2 separate regions of the Mus musculus genome follow, and region 1 is linked to region 2. The links are chromatin contacts, called in public Hi-C maps. All regions are on one chromosome and are shown on one strand. Each heading gives the region's core, a stretch centred on a gene start, on an enhancer-like site or on the middle of the called end of the contact. The rest is flanking DNA. Distances are from core to core; before and after follow the strand shown.

The links. Hi-C and Micro-C count contacts between places; a contact is called where the count stands out from the background.
Region 1: a contact with region 2 is called in a Hi-C map of cerebral cortex, with 10 times the contacts expected there. The contact joins two enhancer-like sites. A contact is called at or near these places in 1 of 39 promoter capture datasets (embryonic stem cells), 17 of 484 Hi-C or Micro-C datasets (bone marrow, cardiomyocytes, cerebellar granule neurons and 9 more) and 1 of 115 datasets of contacts at active chromatin or transcription factors (embryonic stem cells).

What each region holds. Positions count from the first base shown.
Region 1 is chr9:123,465,928-123,469,015 of GRCm38.p6, reverse strand. The region is part of intron 1 of Gm40586 (a long non-coding RNA gene); the gene reads right to left. Among named protein-coding and RNA genes, the nearest start is that of Gm40586, 3.3 kb to the right of the region's middle. Within about 2 kb of position 1,770, at least 58 of the 459 cell types and tissues checked have an H3K27ac peak or open chromatin away from gene starts, as enhancers often do. A contact at or near this core is called in cerebral cortex and cortical neurons, where this site is marked.
Region 2 is chr9:110,285,419-110,288,490 of GRCm38.p6, reverse strand. No RefSeq gene overlaps it. Among named protein-coding and RNA genes, the nearest start is that of Gm39429, 4.3 kb to the right of the region's middle. Within about 2 kb of position 1,475, at least 46 of the 459 cell types and tissues checked have an H3K27ac peak or open chromatin away from gene starts, as enhancers often do. A contact at or near this core is called in cerebral cortex and cortical neurons, where this site is marked.

The DNA.
Region 1 (3,088 bases), core at 521-3,020, about 13 Mb before region 2:
CAGGACAGCATTTCACTTTCAAGCTTTTATCCAGCACCTTCTGAGGGCTGTATCTGCCACCACAGCAAGGCAGATCACTGCTGCTCCAGATAAAAGAAGCAGGAGCTAATCAAACTGCTGAGAGGACAAACGTTACTCTGGCTGCATCGAGGAAGAAAGGATACACTTCTCAGGGACAAGCAGGTAGGAGAGACAAGGCATGGCTGAGGTGCAAACAGTTGAGGAAAAACTCTGTGGGGTAACATTTAAACCTGGAGCATGATAGAGACAAGGAAGAACCAAGGCAAGTAGGGGTTCGACTGTACACCTCTTAGGGTTCCAAGTTCTTGTGTAACAAGATAAAGGATTATGCAGTGACTCAACTGTAACAGAAACAGAGACATTTCCAGGGAGGAACTGGCTGGAACAGTTTAGTAGCTCAGATAGTCCTACTGAACAGAGCTAGGGTTCTCATGTAATAGAGATATGTGCATAGTGTGGGCTTCTCCTTGGATGCTGTATCTGTGTATGTCATTGTCCAAACAACTTCATGCATTACAGGTCTCATTAGCACTTTAATTCTGTATCCAAGGTTGTGACGTTTAATAATATAATGAGTCACAATTCACCTTTAGACATTCAGGACCTGAGCCATGATGATGAAAGTCAGGTCCAGCCACTGTCAAATGATGGAAGGACCTCTATACAACGGCAGGAGTACTGTTCTGTCTGACTACATGAGGAGAGGAGAAGCAATCTGTTCAGTCATCCCTCAGGCCCTAGACTGGACACTTACCTCATAGCTGGGACTTTATTAGTTCTCAAGTTAGCTGTCCCCCTGCACCAGGAATATGGTATGAAGCACATTTTTTTGAGAAACAAAAGCAAATCACTATATACCTTCTCCTAAAGCAGATCTGTTGCTGTGTGTCATATAAGTGATGTGTGTCTGTGGTGTGTGCTATATAAGGAGACTGATGTGTGGATGTATGTGTATGTATATATGTGTGTGTGTGTGTGTGTATGTATGTGTGTGTGTGTTGTGTGGAGGGCTGTGTGTTTATATGTGAGGCATGAATGTATAATTAGATGTATATGGTATGTTCATATGTGGTTTGGTATATGCAATGTATAGGTGGTGCTGCATGTATATATGAGTGTGGTATGGCACACATATGCATTTGCATGCAATGAGAACCAGAACACATAAAGGCACTCAAAAAAGTGACCCATTTCTACCTTGTATGAACAGTCATGCTCCTTCAGAAGTAGAAATCTGAAAGAGTCCCTAGTTTTCCTGCAGGGCATCTCCATAACTTTCAAAAGTCCTTGCACTCTGAATTATTATCTACATAAACCAGTATGTGGGTCTCATGGAAGACAGGGAGGATTGGGGATCAAAGAGCTAACCCTTGGTGCCAAGATCAGCACAAAGAACGTCTATATTGCACATCACTGTGGGATAGGGAATGGGATCTAAGCCAGAACAAAGGGCTGGTAGCCCAGTTTGGCAGACAGCAAAGGACTCTGATTGTACAGCTATTTCAGACCACAGTCAGCCGCTCTCACAGATTTAGAAGGTACATGACTGTCACTCAGGAGGTGTTTGTTAAGCAGTGTCAGCAGAGCCTTTAGATACTTACAAGATAATTAAAGACATTGATAAAAAAGCAGACAATTAAGAATGGTCACGTGGCAGAACTGGGGTCCTCCTCTCCTACAGGGCTGAGGACCGCCTCTCCAGCTCAGGGATGAAGTCTCCCTCTCTAGGGCAGCACTGTTTCTGGGAGCAGCTGCCTGGCTCCATTCAAACTGACTGACCTCTTATGACTCAACTCTTGCCAAGAAGAAGTAGGCAAAAGGACTATGTGTAATTTGAAATCTAGTTCCCAATCTCCTCTGGCTTTCCACCTTCCCACTTCTCGGTAGGCCACTCCAATATCTTCAGCAACCTCAAAAGCCAGGGTTTGCAGATGGTAGCTGCTAGGATTTCACACCCTCCAGCATGGTGGGATTCATGGAGCAGAGCCCCTCACCCCATTCGCTCCTCCAGAGAGTTAGGTTGTCAGGAATGGTATTTGCTGTGTGAGACAGTGGAATTAAGCATTGATACCAATGCTGTATGTATGTATGTATGTATGTACACGCACTTGCATGAGGCGATGAGTACAGGTGTCCTCAGGGGCCACAAACTAGATCCCTGGAGCTGAAGTCACAGGTAGTTGTGTCACTTGACATGAGTGCTAGGAATCAAACACAGGTTCACTGCAAGTGCAGCAAGCTTTTTAAACCACCAAACCAGCTCTCTAGCCCACAGATACCAACATTTAAAAAAATGATTTATTTGTTTTATGTAGTGACTATACTGTCTCTGTCTTCAGACACACCAGAAGAGGGCATTGGATCTCATTACAGATGGTTGTGAGCCACCATGTGGTTGCTGGGAAATGAACTCAAGACCTCTGGAAGAGCAGTAGGTGATCTTAACTACTGAGCCATCTCTCCATCCCAGATACCAATTTTTTAAGCCTGAGGATAACTGACTGACAATGGAGACACAAGCAGACTGCTAGATTAGTGCAGCTATGGAGTCGCAAGGACTAATGAAATAACCACTGTCTAGATGCCACGAGCTGATGTCTAGATGCTTGTACTTAAAGAGAACTATTTCCTGGAGACAATATTGACTGACATCTCAGTTGGTTACTAACGATGGGAACGCTGGTGATACTTAAGCTCCCAGTGTTCAGATCAGCTTGTTTGTGATCTTTAGTATGGTGGGGAATTCTGCCCGATGCCACTTGACAAAACCCCTCTAATGGAAAGGACTTGTCCTTACTCTTGAGGAGTAACCTTGTGCGGTGTAGCCTGCCTCCTCTTTCCAGTGCAGTGCTACCAACACTTCTCATCCCAACCCCTGTGTCTCAATACACCCATGAAAGGAGATTCCTCTCTTAGGATCCAATCTCCTAATTCCAGTGCAGGCCATGCCTAAGGAATCCCAGACAGGCTCTTCAATGTCTGTGGAAAGGATGTCCTAGGGAAATTTCTAGAAACATTGTTAGTAAGCCCCATCCAACTCTTCAGCTTCCCCTTCCACAAACTTTTC
Region 2 (3,072 bases), core at 226-2,725:
ATGGGATCAGATACTCTCTTCTGGTGTGTCTGAAGACAGTGACAGTATACTCATACACATAAAAATAAAAAATTTAAAAGAAAAAGCCGGGCGTGGTGGCACACGCCTTTAATCCCAGCACTTGGGAGGCAGAGGCAGGCAGATTTCTGAGTTCGAGGCCAGCCTGGCCTACAGAGTGAGTTCCAGGACAGCCAGGGCTACACAGAAAAACCTTGTCTCGGAAAAAAAAAAAGTGGAAGCAAATCAAATGTTTGTCAGTTGCTCACTAGAACTGTGGACACGCGGCAAGAAATGGTGCATCCAACACTCAAAGCCATGACGCCGAGAGAAAGATTACCCATAAGCACATGCTGTATCGCTCCAGTAACCAGGGCTGCTAGGGTTGGTAGAGCACCCACCGTGGACACAGAGCAGCCCCAGCACCGCTCCAGGCAGCCCTAGTTCCTTCCCTTCCTCATTCTGGTACCTGCTCAGGCACTCAAGCAGAGGGGCTTTCCAATTCCTTTCTGTAACTCATTTTTCCAGGACAAACGTACAGAAGATGGAACGGTGGCAACATGCCTCCATCTGCCCTGACATTTCAGGACTTTGATTCCCTCATAAGCCACTGTTGACTCGGGAAATCTCCTGCCGGAGTGTAAATGGCTGTCTTATGGCAAGGAGAGGTTGCCCCCCTGGGACCTGAAGCTTTGACCTTAGACAGATGTGGTAGGGGTAGATGCCTTTATCCATCCCATGGGGGCAGGGCTCCCCGTGCTCCCCCAAAGAGACCACAGGTCAGAGCCTCCCCATTCACTTGGGTTTTGCAAGCCAATGAAAATTTAGTCCCATGAATAAAAGCCCCTTGTCCAGAGTTCTGAGCCCTAATCCTCTTACGTATCCCCAGCGGAAAGCCGGAGCTGGTGGCAGAAGGAACTGTCTGATTCTCTGCCAAGCTAGTCCTTTGTCCCACACTCTGGTGCCAACTGCATCTCATCACAGAGGGCTGCTGCCCCTGCCAAGCTGCCCAACAACCAAGTATGATTGTCCCTGATGCTGAAGTGGTCAGAATGCGAGCTCTGAATCAGGGCTTGAATGGCACAGGTGGGTCTGAGGACTCATCTTGTCCCAAGAGAGAGAGAGAGTCATAGGATACTTGAGAGCCCCAGCCACACCCAGTGTATCCTGGCCAAGGGTTCTGCCTCCCTCTCCTGGAGTCTTGGATTTTTCTTCAAGCAACAAAGGATGTTCAGTTAGATTGGGTGTTCACAGGGTCTCTCTTGTCTCATTGAGTCCTTTAGGAAACTCAGATAAAACCCAGCTTATGACTGAGGCTGGCAGGTACCATCAGAGGGACAGACATCCCTGTAGCATGAAGAAATAACACATTGTGGTCACAAAGAGACTCACTCCTCTGCCAGACTAGGAAGTCGAGTTACAGGGTGTTGATAGGTAGGCAGGAGAGACAGGGGAGTGGAGAGGGGTGGGGGTGAGAGGGATGTAGTATCCTGAGGCCCTTCGGGGAGCAGCTGGCAATGGGGCATGGAAACTGTGAAGTGTGTGTGAAGCACCGAAGGCCCACACGTCTGAAATGAAGTATAAGTCACCAGGGGTCAGGGCTTCAGGATGCCTGGGGCCAATGTATTTAGTGAGGGAGGAGTTAGTAATTTAAGAAAAAAGATTTTTTTTAAAGTCAATGAATTAAAAGGAAAATAAAGAAAGATAAGTGGGGCATGGTGGCACACACCTTTAATCCCAGCACTTGGGAGGCAGAAGCAGGTGGATTTCTGAGTTCGAGGCCAACCTGGTCTACAAAGTGAGTTCCAGGACAGCCAAAGTGAGTTCCAAGACAGGCAGGGCTACACAGAGAAACCCTGTCTCAAAAAACCAAAAAGAAAAAAAAAAAAAAAGAAAAGAAAAAAGAAAGAAAGAAAGATAAATACGAGGCACTCACTTAGAATTGTAGCACTCCAGAGGAAGGGGACAGCAGAGTCAATAGTTCAGAATCGTCCTTAACTACATGCAAGTCTGAGATCAGCCTAGGTAGGCTATGTGAGACTCTGTTTCAAAAAAAAAAAAAAAAATCAAACATGTTTTTCAGTCCTGAGGCCATGGGGAGCCACAGGTTACTGTGAATACATGGTCCAAGTCTTCATACCACACCCATCCAGTACTCAAATGGCACAGAAATGCCACCAACCTTGGGAACAGTTCATGGTTATGTAGCCAAAGGTCTTAGACTCTCCCAACCACAGGCCAAGGCCTAAGCCAAGGCTGGGACTGCATCTTCAGTTTGTTTGTTTGTTTGTTTGTTTGTTTGTTTATTTGAGACAGGGTTCCTCTGTGTAGCCCTGGCTGTCCTGAAACTCACTTTGTAGACCAGGCTGACCTCAAACCCAAAAATCCGCCTGCCTCTGCCTCCCAAGTGCTGGGATTAAAGGCGTGCGCCACCACTGCTGGGCGCATCTTCAGTTCTGCTCTAAGTGAACACACAGTGAATCCACGGGACTGGACAATTCTAGGGCAGAAGGAAAGGTTTGTGGGAGATCAAACTGCCAATGTCTCTCTTGGAGGTTAGAGAGAAGCAAATGTCAGAAAAGCAAGGGGATTTTAGGACAGCAGGTTGGGGATCATGGGCTGACACAGGCCGCTGGAATGACTGGAAACCAGATGCACTTACCTGAGGGAGCAGATTAAGGGAGCAAGGTATTGGTGAAGAGAATCAGGCCTTATGAGATTTCTGAGGAATGCTGGATTTGAGCTTCTGTTTATCCAATAACTTTTCCTGTTTACTCTTGAGGCCCCCCCCCCCCCCCAGCACAGCTGTGGCCAGTTTGTTCCATACCTGTCAGCTATTTCATATTGTTGCTGTAATATGCCTGCCAGTCAATGACACAGAAAAATAACTCAACTCAGAGAAGGGCCATGCTGATTACATACCCTGTTAGGTTCTGTATGAGGCTTGTTAATCTTAAGAAATTCCACAAAGCTTTGTGTAGGACCCATCAAATTAAAGGTCAATATGAACTATTATGTCTAAAATGGCTTGAGTTGGGGCCGACCACAGGGCAGCACTTCCTGCACCTGCATATA